2 separate regions of the Sus scrofa genome follow, and region 2 is linked to region 1. A link is a contact called in public HiChIP or PLAC-seq data. All regions are on one chromosome and are shown on one strand. The core of a region is the stretch at or near the end of the contact, and the rest is flanking DNA. Distances in the headings are between cores, read along the strand shown. Region 1 overlaps ZFAND3 (AN1-type zinc finger protein 3). Region 2 overlaps BTBD9 (BTB domain containing 9).

Region 1 (5,712 bases), core at 951-3,450:
ATGAAGCTAAGAATCTTGTTCACAGGAATCAATGCAACTCAAATCTGTATTTTAAGGATTGTGGATGATATTATTTAACAGTGCCTAGCACACAAAAGTGACCAATAAGGAGCTTTCTTGCACCTGAGTCTCCCTTTGTATTTCTCTGGCTTAAAACACAGAAAGTTAACTGAATAAAATTCAAAAGATACAGAAAGTATAATTATGAAAATAAAACCACCAATAATCATACTACCCAGAGATAACCAATGTTGACATTTCAAGTAACTCCTTACTAAAAAGTTTTTCATCAATCCAGATGTTTTACTCTGCAGAACAGAAAGGAATTCTACAGAGACAAGTCCCTCAGCCGGGTCCTTTCTAAAGCACACTAGAAAAGGATCAGTTAAATTGCAGTATGGCCACGGCAGCCACTAGAGGGTGGCCAAGTCTGATGTATCCCTCACCCTCCCCTACTTTCCCAAAGGCCCTTAATTGACATTCAAGTTAAGATTCCTGGACCCTATCACATCATTACATAAAGATTAAAAAGTGGTTTCAAACAGAAAGGAGAGGCTCCCTCAGGGCAATGAAATGTTAACAGGATATCAAATTTGGCTGCTCAGATATTTTACCCAATAGTTCCCCTACTTCTTGGCAACAAGATACAATTTCTCCAATATGGAGGAGAATATCTACATTACAGAGCAGGCAGCAGCAGTCCACCACTGCCTCCACCTCACCACCATTTAAAAGATAATGAAGCGGAGTTCCCACCATGGTGCAATGGAAACAAATCTGACTAGGAACCATGAGGTTGCGGGTTCAATCCCTGGCCTTGCTCAGTGGGTTAAGGATTGGCATTGCTGTGAGCTGTGGTGTTGGTCAAAGATGCGGCTTGGATCCTGTGCTGCTGTCGTAGGCCAGTGGCTACAGCTCTGATTAGACCCCTAGCCTGGGAACCTCCATGTGCCACAGACGCAGCCCTAGAAAAGGCAAAAAGACAAAAAATAAAATATAAAAAATAAATATTAATATATATATACTGAATATATATGAATATATACTGAATACACACACACATATATATATATACACATATATACTCTGAAGCTTAGCAGGCTGAAAATCTCAATTCTTGTACAGAATATGCCTCAACATGCTATATATATCCCAACTATCAAATGTCAAAACCTGAGTATATCCTTCTCTTTTCTATATTTTCGTATTACCAATTCACCAAAAAAAGAATGACTTATGAAATACAATTATGTATCTGTTAGTTAACTGAGAAAAGGGTAAGGGTTAAAAATCACTTTGAAGATTTATATAAGGTTTTATTTCCCCAGAATCCTAACTGATAAGGTATAATCACAAAGAATTACAGTATTTGATCATATTTTAAGTATCTAAAAGATTTCTAGACAGTTAGAAAACCAATTAAAATATAAAATAACTGTGCTTCTAATTGTGGAGAATCAAATTATATTCTGAGAATATAAAGATTACAAAGCAAAATGGTAATAAAATCTAAAAAAAAAAAAGACACAGCAACACAAAATTACTTCCCATTTGGTGCTTTTAACATAGTGTCACAAAGTACATATCCACATCCATTAAAAAACAAACTTTAAGGAAACACAAATTAAAACCATAATATTTATTACCACACACTCACCGGAATGGCTAAAATTTGAAAAGAATGACAATACCAAGTGTTGACAAAGATGCGGAACAGCTGGAACTGTCTTATGATACTAATGGGAATATAGAATATACAGTGGTATAGCCACTTTGGAAGACCGTTTAGCAATTTCTTATATAGTGAAGCATACACTTGCTATACTCTATCAAACATACAACTCTTGCGTATTTACGCAAAATATATATATGAATATGTCGATATAAAAACCTATATTCAAATGCTCATAGCGGCTTAACACAAAATAGTCCAAAACTGAAAGCAACACACGTGTCAACTCAACAAATTGTGGTAAACCCGTACAACGAAAAGGAACAAACTACTGGAACATGCAACAACATAAAGGAGTCCCAACGATATTATGCTAAGTGAAAGAAGCCAGACATGAAGGACTAAATACTGTATACTTATAGTGATATGAATTTTTAGAAAAAGCAAAATGGTAATGACAGCAGATCAGTGGCTGCAGGAACCAGAGATGAAGGAGTAGGATGACTAACTAACCAAGAGGTATGAGGAAACTTCTGGGGTGATAGAAATGCAGTATGTATCATGATCATGCTGTTGATTACACGACTATATACATATGCCCAAACTTACCAAATTACACTCTTAAATGTCATTGACTTTTATTTTAAATAAATTTTATCTCAAAAAAAGCCAATTTAAAATTTCATTAAAAATAGGAGTTCCCACTGTTGGTGCAATGGACTAAGAATCCAATTGCAGCAGCTTGAGTCACTGCAGAGGAGCAGGTTGGATTAAAGGATCTGGGATTGCTGCAGCTGTGGTGAAGGTTGCAGCTGCAGCTCAGATTCAAACTCTGGCCCAGAAATGTCCATATGGTAGGTCCATTAAATAAAACAAAAACAAAAACGAAATAAACTGATTCTAACAATAACAGGTAAAGACAGAAAATTAATCAGAAGAATAAAAATAAATGCTCAAGGAGTTCCCATCAGGACTCAGTGGTTAACGAATCTGACTAGGAACCATGAGGTCGTGGATTCGATCCCTGGCCTTGCTCAATGAGTTAAGGATCCAGCATTGCCATGAGCTGTGGTGTAGGTCACAGACATGGCTCGGATCCTATGTTGCTGTGGCTCTGGCGTCGGCTGGCAGCTACAGCTCCAACTTGACCCCTACCCTGGGAACCTGCATATGCCACGGGAGAGGCCCTAGGAAAAGCAAAAAGATAATAAATAAATTTTAAAAATAAATAAATAAATAAATGCTAAAATTAAGATATACATAGAAATAATTTTTCTCCCTTGGATCTTTAACAGTCCATAACAAATGTCTACAAGTCCCTACATGTAAAGATCTACAAATGTAAAACATGCAGTGTACAGGTGGTAATTACTTTACTAGTCACAACATGGAGGAGCATTCAGTCACTGCTGCTCACCACGCTAATTCTGGAAGATGTCCTTTTATCACTGCTCTCACATTGTCATAGCTACTAGCTAGCCATGGAACCCTTAGTAACAAGCCCAGCTTTCCCCCAAACTGTGTCTTAATCCTAAATAAAATACAAAAGAGGTGATCCATTCATTCCACATCCAGGGCCTGTCCTAATTACATGGCAGAGCAGCTCAGCATCGGAAGCACCAAAATGATTATCTCTGATATCCTTATCACAGTGTCTAAAACCTCTACCACTAGAGTCACTCTTTTGAGTTATTAACGGTATTCGAGAGCCAGCAACTATTATACAAAATATGTGGTTAAGGATGATCAAATCAATATACTTTATGAGTACAGAATTTCTTTTGGAGATGAAAATATTCTAAAATTATATTGTGGTGATGGCGGCACAACTCTTGTGAATATACTAAAAACTACTGAATTGTAAACTTTAAATGCATGAATTTTATGGAATGTGAATTATATCTCAATAAAGCAGTTTTTTAAAAAATCAACACAGTTTATCATGTTAGTTTAGAACTCTGGAACACTGAAACCAGAAAAACTTTAATGCAGCATAAAAGGAATGGGTTGATGACTGGGAAAAAGACAGGTGTCAGAGGGAGCCTCAGCATCACTGGGAAAAGAATATGGAGGGGCAGAAAGGAGAGCATGAGCACTGGCTCAGGGCTGGGATTGTGAGCCTCAGAAAGGATGGCTAAAGGCACTCCAGGGCTGGTCCTAAACATCTATCATCCTTCAAATAAATTTTTTGCTTTTCTACAAACTATTACTAACCATAATGTTGGGGGTTTTTTCCTCCCCTTTCCAAATTCATGATCATCAAGTTTTTTTTTCCAATCATCTACTAACGTATTTTGGCTAATTTACCTATTCATTTATAAGACTGTCCTACACTATACAAAATTAGATGAATAACCACAGATTATTGATACCTTAAATAACACATTTCCTACTTTCCTATTTTTATGGAAGAGGAAATTAATACACAGAAAAAGTGACTTGCTGAAGTTATCAAGCTAATTCTAATGCAGTGTTGATTTCATCTACCAGCATGTATCACCTATCTTAGAAATTCACAAAGGGGAGTTCCCGTCGTGGCGCAGTGGTTAACGAATCCGACTAGGAACCATGAGGTTGCGGGTTCAGTCCCTGCCCTTGCTCAGTGGGTTAACGATCCGGCGTTGCCGTGAGCTGTGGTGTAGGTTGCAGACGCAGCTCGGATCCCGCGTTGCTGTGGCTCTGGCGTAGGCTGGGGGCTACAGCTCCGATTGGACCCCTAGCCTGGGAACTCCATATGCCGCAGGAGCGGCCCAAGAAATAGCAACAACAACAACAACAACAAAAAGACAAAAAGAAATTCACAAAGGGTGTAATTATTTCTTAAAATCATGTATGCATGTATAAAATTCCTGAAAATGTTTTTCTAACCTATCACATATGAACTATAAAACAGTCAAATATGATCATAGATACACCCAATATACCAATGCTGTCACTCTCACTCAATTCAACTGATGAAAGAAGCCTCCACTATCAAGTTGCAGATTTAACCATCGAGGAGCAATAAATTCTAAGTTCATATTCTTTTCAGGGTTCTGAGGCAATCACAAACTATTAGATATGTAAAGCATAGCCCTATGGGAATATCTATCTTCAAATGTGACCTTGCATTTAAGCATTCTCCAGCTATATTTAATATTCTGCATACAAAGTATTTAGAGAAACGTTTAGCTAAATTAACAAACTAAAACAGGAAAGTTAGAGCTTTTCACAATCTGTCATTACTACATTCCCATTGAAGCTTTAACAAAGGCATGAAAAGACTAACAGCTGCAGATGAAAGTAAAAGGCATACCACTGAACCTGAATTAATCTAATCAAAATGATGCCATCATATATGAACCTTCAAAATACCATACTGAGGCTTTAGACTCCAAGGCAGACCATATTCTTCTGATGAGTTATCTGACAGAAATGAAATAAACATTGTTTCCCCCACAATACCCTCCCCCTAAATAGTCTGATTTCATCAGGACCAAAACAAGTAAGATATAAACTTTAAATTTCAGAGAAGATAGTAACTGTAACCTATTGTTATTCTGGTGACTAAATACAGTTTGTAACTTAAAAGGTAGTGGTCACTACCAATCATAGCATCTGCCCCCTTAAAATGTGTCCATATCTAAGCAAAGCGAAGTCTCTATGTTAGTATGTGGATACAGTTGGAAAGAGGAGACAATCTGGCCCAGAAATATCTCAGGGAACCCCCTTCAAAAGAGGCTAAACCAAACTCATTTCCAAAACAAAACCTGGATGGTGGCTACATTTTATAGATTATGGCAGGGCCCTATTAAGAGTTCAGAATATAGCTTTGGCTCTTGCAGGCTAACAGATGTATGAGAGAGATTTGAAAGATGGCTTCATCTCTCCTTATATAACCATTTTTGGGTATTTACACTGAATACTGCAGGGTGGGAGATCAGAACACTGACTCTTTTATAATCTGACAACCAGCAGTGTTCTGGAAGTTACCTGCTGCTGAGGAAGGAAAGAGAAGAAATCTACCACTGTAAATGCAGGATATTAGCAGAAGTAAGGTC
Region 2 (5,712 bases), core at 2,076-4,575, 490 kb before region 1:
TTTCTCCCCCTTTTTTTGCCACACCTATGACATTCGGAAGTTCCCAGGCCAGGGGTTGAACTCTTGCCACAGTAGCAACCTGAGGCACAGCAGTGACAATGCCAGATCCTTAACCATTAGGCCACCAGGGAACTCTCTGAGTGTCACTTTTTAAAACCTATTATCAGACTGTTTCTTTCCTTTGGGTCGTAGGTAACCTTAGAGGGAAGGGGCTGGTGAGAGGGGCAAAGTGTGGTCTTCCCATCAGAAACCCTTCATGAAGGAGGGAGCAGAGCAGGCCTTGGGCGCAGACTGCCTATGTTCTAACAGCGCCTCGGCTCCTTGCTGGCTGTGTGACCTTGGGCAACCAAGTCCATCTAACCTTGGTCTGCCCCACTTCCCTGTCTGTGAAATGGATGTAATAGTCGTCCTATACTCAGAGGTTTATTATAAAGAGTAAGTCAAAGGAATTCATAAAGTTTGTTAAATAAATGAAAAATAAATAGGAGGTATATGTCTGATTTCCGTGAGCTGGTGAACTTAGGAAGTTATAAGCCTGTGGCACTTAAGCTTCCAGTGGTTAAAAAGTTGATCATGAGTAAGTAGTAGGTTTTGATTTGGTTTGGTTTCAGAGTTGCCTTAATTTTTTGCAGGTTAACTAAACTGACCCCAACCCCATTTTTTCGCTGCATTTATTGTCACCATATGGAGCTACTCACTCTCTCTTCATTTGAAAAAAAAAAAGCATTTTCCAAGAAATCTGCCATGATGAATGACTTACTTTTCCCTAAGAGCCTAATTACACCTCACACTTTCTCTTTCCAAATCACACAGCCAAGATGTATATATTCTGTGAGAATTCAGCATTTATTTACAGTCTGTGAACTTGCTTAGCTATCTTGGTGTTATTTAAAAAAAAAATAATGGCAGTTATTTTCTTTAGAGCTTACTATGTGCTTTGAAAACATCATTTCATTTAATCCTTAAAATAAATAAACAGAAACGCCTGGGGGGGATTGAAGGTGCCCTATTGAGAAATGGAAGTTCAGAGAAGGTGACTTCCTCAAATTGATACATCTGGTGGCACCATTGTTTACATTCTGACTTTGAAGCTCAAGCTCTTAACATCCGCTTTATGCCACTTCTTGTCTCTCCATGGAGAGAGTGTCAGTTATAGAATGTTAGTACCCGGAGGACAGGTTCCAGATCTGAGAGGCAAAATTTGTATTTGAGGACTTCAGAGTCCCAGGCACAACTGACTCTTAGTACATCTAGTGTTGGAGAGGGGAGGGGTTTAATTATAACCATAATAGTATTTTGTTTTTCTTTTTCGGGTACACCCGCGGCATATGGAAGTTCCTGGGCCAGGAGTTGAATCCCAGCCAGAGCTATGACCTTCGCTGCTGCCGCAGCAACGCCAGAACCTTAACCCTCTGTGTAGGGCCAGGGATCGAACCAGTGCCTCCACAGACACAAGCTGGATCATTAACCAGCTATGTCACAGTGGGAGTTCCTGTAATGTTAATTTTGAGGTCAGACTGAATTTTTACTTTTAAAATTACTCAAGTGAAGTAAAAATATATCTTCCTTTAAACATATTTTTGTTTTTTAACCAGATTAATTGGTTCAGTACAACCACATATGATGAACAGCTCTGCTGTGTTGGAACCTTCCTATTTCTGTTTTATAAAGAGGTCTGATCCGTCTGCTTTGCTTTTATATTTTGTGCTCTGTTCAGATGGCAGGTGCAGGTCCTTTTACATGTTATTTTTGTCCAATAGATATTTAACTAAAGCTACTAATAGGATGAACTCAGCAGAGGTGATTTGTTTGTCCTCCATGCATGTTTTTTCTGGTATTTACAACTTTTTCTTAGTCCCAGGCACTTTGTGGCTGTGGTGGCATCATTAAATTTCAACTGTAGTGGTATCTTAATCCTCACAGACACTCTGTATCTCCTCTCTCCCATTAAATTAAATGCGCACGGTGGAGTCAACTAGAATTTTATGTTTTTCCCCAAAATATGGAATATTTAATAAGTAACCATTAACCTTGCTTTTTCTATTTTTTAATTGTAGTACCAGAAGAAAACATTGCAACTATGAAGTATGGAGCCCAGGTGGTAAAAGGGGAGCTGAAGTCTGCCTTATTAGATGGTGACACTCAAAATTATGATCTGGATCATGGATTTTCTCGGCACCCAATTGATGATGACTGCCGTTCTGGCATCGAGATTAAGCTAGGTCAGCCGTCCATTATCAATCATATCCGCATCCTGCTGTGGGACCGAGATAGCCGGTGAGTCATTAGCATGACTTGGAGAAAAACAGACGCATTTGAGGTGGCTTCACTTTGTGCTCATCTGCTTTGGTTTTACAGATTTGATGGTTTATATCTTTGTCATTACTTTGCTATTTCCCTTGAAGGTTAGTGTTGGGGAAGAATTAGAGAGTTTATTCCTTAAAAAAATAACATTTTTGCTTATTTCTGCTTATAAAAGTAACAAATATGTGTTTATTGTGGGAAACACAGAAAATATAGAAAAGCACAAAGAAGAAAATATAGAAAAGCACAAAGAAGAAAATAAAAATTACTAGTAATCTCAGTTCCTGTTATCTTTGTATGTATCTAACCAGTATTTTTTGTTATGCAGACACACACACGCCCACCAGAAGCCTGTTAAACCACACAGTTTTTTATAAAAGTTAAATGTATAAAAAGTAACTTCACTTTTTAATTAATACATTGTGAACATTCTACTCTTTTAAAAATACTCCTGTAAAATGTTACTTGTAATGGTTATCTGGTATTCCACCACATGGGTTACCATTATTTACTTGATTCCTCACTTTTGGATGCTATCATAACTTTAAAACCATCTTTTATACTATAAATAAAGAAAACATTGTCTTTTAGTATAGATGAATATCATTATCAAAACAAAAGAAATACGTGAAAAAAAATTTGGTGGGCTTCAGCCTAGGAACCCACCAGTCTCACAGTGGCTTCAAGATCCTGCCTTCCTTTCTGGCCACTCTGATATTTTCACCCACCGTGGTTGCTGCTTTCAGCCGTGACGGTAGAAGAACCAGAGCAGTCGGGTGGCCAAGAACAATCTCCCTCACTGATGCTTATCATTAACCTAAACCGTACATACCCAGACTCTGGTGTACGGTCTCCTAAGCCCTCTTCATGCTTCTTTGAGTCCAGGCGTGAAGGGCTTAATAGTGGTGAGGAGACCCTGTCGATTTTGCTGGTTAGTTCATTTCTCTCGTTAGCACACTGCCATGACCCTGGCCTTTCAGGCCTTATGAGGGAAGCTTTATGAGTCAGCATTTCCCATGTGCGTGGGTGTTGGAGGTTATCTCTGTTTCTTTTTTATAAAGAATATATTTCTGGGAGTTCCTGCTCTGGTGCAGCGGGATTGGTGGTGCCTTTGCAGCACCAAGATGCAGGTTCAGTCCTCAGCCAGGTGCACTGGGTTAAAGGATGGCATTGCCATGGCTGTGGTGTAGGTCACAACGATCCCTGGCCCGGGAGCTCCGTATGCCGCCAACAAAGCAAAGGAAAAAAAAAGTCTATTTCCTGCTATGTATCTTGTCGGATGTAATATGATGTTTAGTTGGCAAAATGGAGCTAATTCACATATTATTTCCAATAGTCTCTGATTAATAATAGTAGGCACTGTTCTAAAAGCTTTACATATATTCACTCATTTAATTAAGAATGAAATTAGTATAAAAATAATAAAAGGAAAGATTAGTACATTTGAAACCGAAGGTAGTTATCATCTCCAGGATGTTAAACATTTATAGGCCACTTTGTTTTAGTATATGTGTTACATTCATGGGGGACTCCCCGTGTGCCAGTTGTTCTTCTTAACAGAAGTTGTTATCATTCTAAGCAAAGGTGAAAAATTCAGAATCTTAAGCCAAAAAGATTCTGACATGTGTTGTAAAATTATGTCCGGCATTGCTGATAACCCAGAGAGGTTCAATAAAAGGTTATAACCAGTTTGAGACTGAGCGATAAAATGAATGGGAGTGAGGGGACCAGCAGAAAATGAGGGGATGACACAAAATAAGCTGACCTTTTCTGGTCACAACTGTTGGTTGCAGGCTGACATTTATGGTCACCTAAATCTTCTGAGATTGTTCCTGTTGATATTACAGTACAAGTAATAACTGCATCTCAAATTTAAATTCGGCTTATGACAGGGGAATATAGATTTGTTCAGTATGGGACCAGCATGTAATGGTCCAGGGTAGCTGACCAGGGGAGGATGATAGGCTGTTTTCATTACTGCCGGATTATTAGCTGCCAAATGTTAAGTTGTACCCCAAAGAAACATGTATTATCTCTTCACCCATGTCGTTTATTTTTCTGCATGCCGCATCCATGTGTGGGATGGTGGGAGGCTGGGAGGGAGCTGGAGACAAGCTGGCCTCTGAGAGGAACCCTTCTGGGTTGGCTTAACTCCTGAGGGAGCAGGGCTGAGCACCCAGGCCAGTGAAGGTAGAGAGAGAAGGCTCACTTCTGTTTTCTATTCTCTGTCTGTCACGGCTTTATTACTCTGCTGATAGGGTACGTGCAAGGCATTCTGGTCCTGTTATGTCTTATATACCTTATGTGTGCCAAGCATCATGCTAGACCCTGGGTATATGCAGGTGAATATTACACCTTCCCTAGTCTTAAGCAGCGTGAGACCTAGTAAGGTAGACAGACACGCAAGGAGAGAATTTCAATACCCAGGGGGTGAAGGCTCTGTTGGGGGGAGCCATGCAGATTTCATCATCATCAGAATATGGTCGTTAGGCAGAAAAATGTAATTTGTGACTAGTGTATGTTTTATACCTTTTAATGTTTTATTAAAATATAGCTTTGTGGTGTTATTTTAATATGGTACTTTTTCTGTCTTTTTCTTTTTGATTCATAGGTCTTACTCATACTTCATTGAGGTGTCAATGGATGAACTCGATTGGATCAGAGTGATCGATCATTCGCAATATCTGTGTCGTTCTTGGCAAAAGTTATATTTTCCAGCCCGTGTCTGCAGGTTAGTTCTCATGGCTTATAAGTGATTTCGATGTTTGTTTGAAGAGATTTGGATGTTGAGAAACAGACCGCGCTTTTCTGTCTCATAGAAGAAAAGTTTTTCAGGATATCAGCTACCAAATACATCCCAACAGAAGAACTTAGGAAAAGTGTAAAAAATCAAGCATCTTAATATTTAGAGTGTACTGTGGAAATGTTTATCCAGAGTGTTTTGTGCTGTATTTATGTAGCATACTTGTAAATGACTAAGAAGGGACGTGGCACACGGAGAAGTGGAAATGCTATTTTTAAACTCCATGCTGTACCTTGAAAGCAAAGTTATTTTCAGGGGGTGCGCTCTTTCCCCAAAAGCCATGAAAGATGTTTCTTGAGGCTTCTCTGGCAGTCCTCAGGGCCAGGAGGAGATTTTTGGATGCCACAGTGCAGGCTCTGAATTTCTGTGTTCTTTTCTAGGTCAGTGGCTGTCAGTGCAGTTTGACAGAGCAGGTGTTTCTAGTGGGGTAGAGTTTGGGGCAAGAGCAGCTGAGGTAGTGGCTCAGGCTCACAGCCTCCTTCAACCAGATCACCTTACCCTCATCATTGTTGTGTATTTCAGGTCCGTGTAAGTTTGTTTTTAAAAAGGTATTGGAAAAAAAAAGTATTGATAAGCTCTTGTTCTAACATTTCATATTCTTTGGG

The links. HiChIP or PLAC-seq counts read pairs in DNA pulled down with a chosen protein or histone mark.
Region 2: a contact with region 1 is called in an H3K27ac HiChIP or PLAC-seq map of alveolar macrophages. The contact joins two enhancer-like sites. A contact is called at or near these places in 2 of 47 Hi-C or Micro-C datasets (embryonic fibroblasts and fibroblasts) and 1 of 2 datasets of contacts at active chromatin or transcription factors (alveolar macrophages).

What each region holds. Positions count from the first base shown.
Region 1 is chr7:33,575,694-33,581,405 of Sscrofa11.1, reverse strand. All of the region lies in intron 3 of ZFAND3 (AN1-type zinc finger protein 3), which reads right to left. Among named protein-coding and RNA genes, the nearest start is that of ZFAND3, 200 kb to the right of the region's middle. Within about 2 kb of position 2,200, at least 2 of the 83 cell types and tissues checked have an H3K27ac peak or open chromatin away from gene starts, as enhancers often do. A contact at or near this core is called in alveolar macrophages, where this site is marked.
Region 2 is chr7:34,068,749-34,074,460 of Sscrofa11.1, reverse strand. BTBD9 (BTB domain containing 9) reads left to right here. Exons shown (of 12, transcript NM_001243303.1): 5 at 2,058-2,277; 6 at 4,916-5,035. Among named protein-coding and RNA genes, the nearest start is that of BTBD9, 51 kb to the left of the region's middle. Within about 2 kb of position 3,325, at least 5 of the 83 cell types and tissues checked have an H3K27ac peak or open chromatin away from gene starts, as enhancers often do. A contact at or near this core is called in alveolar macrophages, where this site is marked.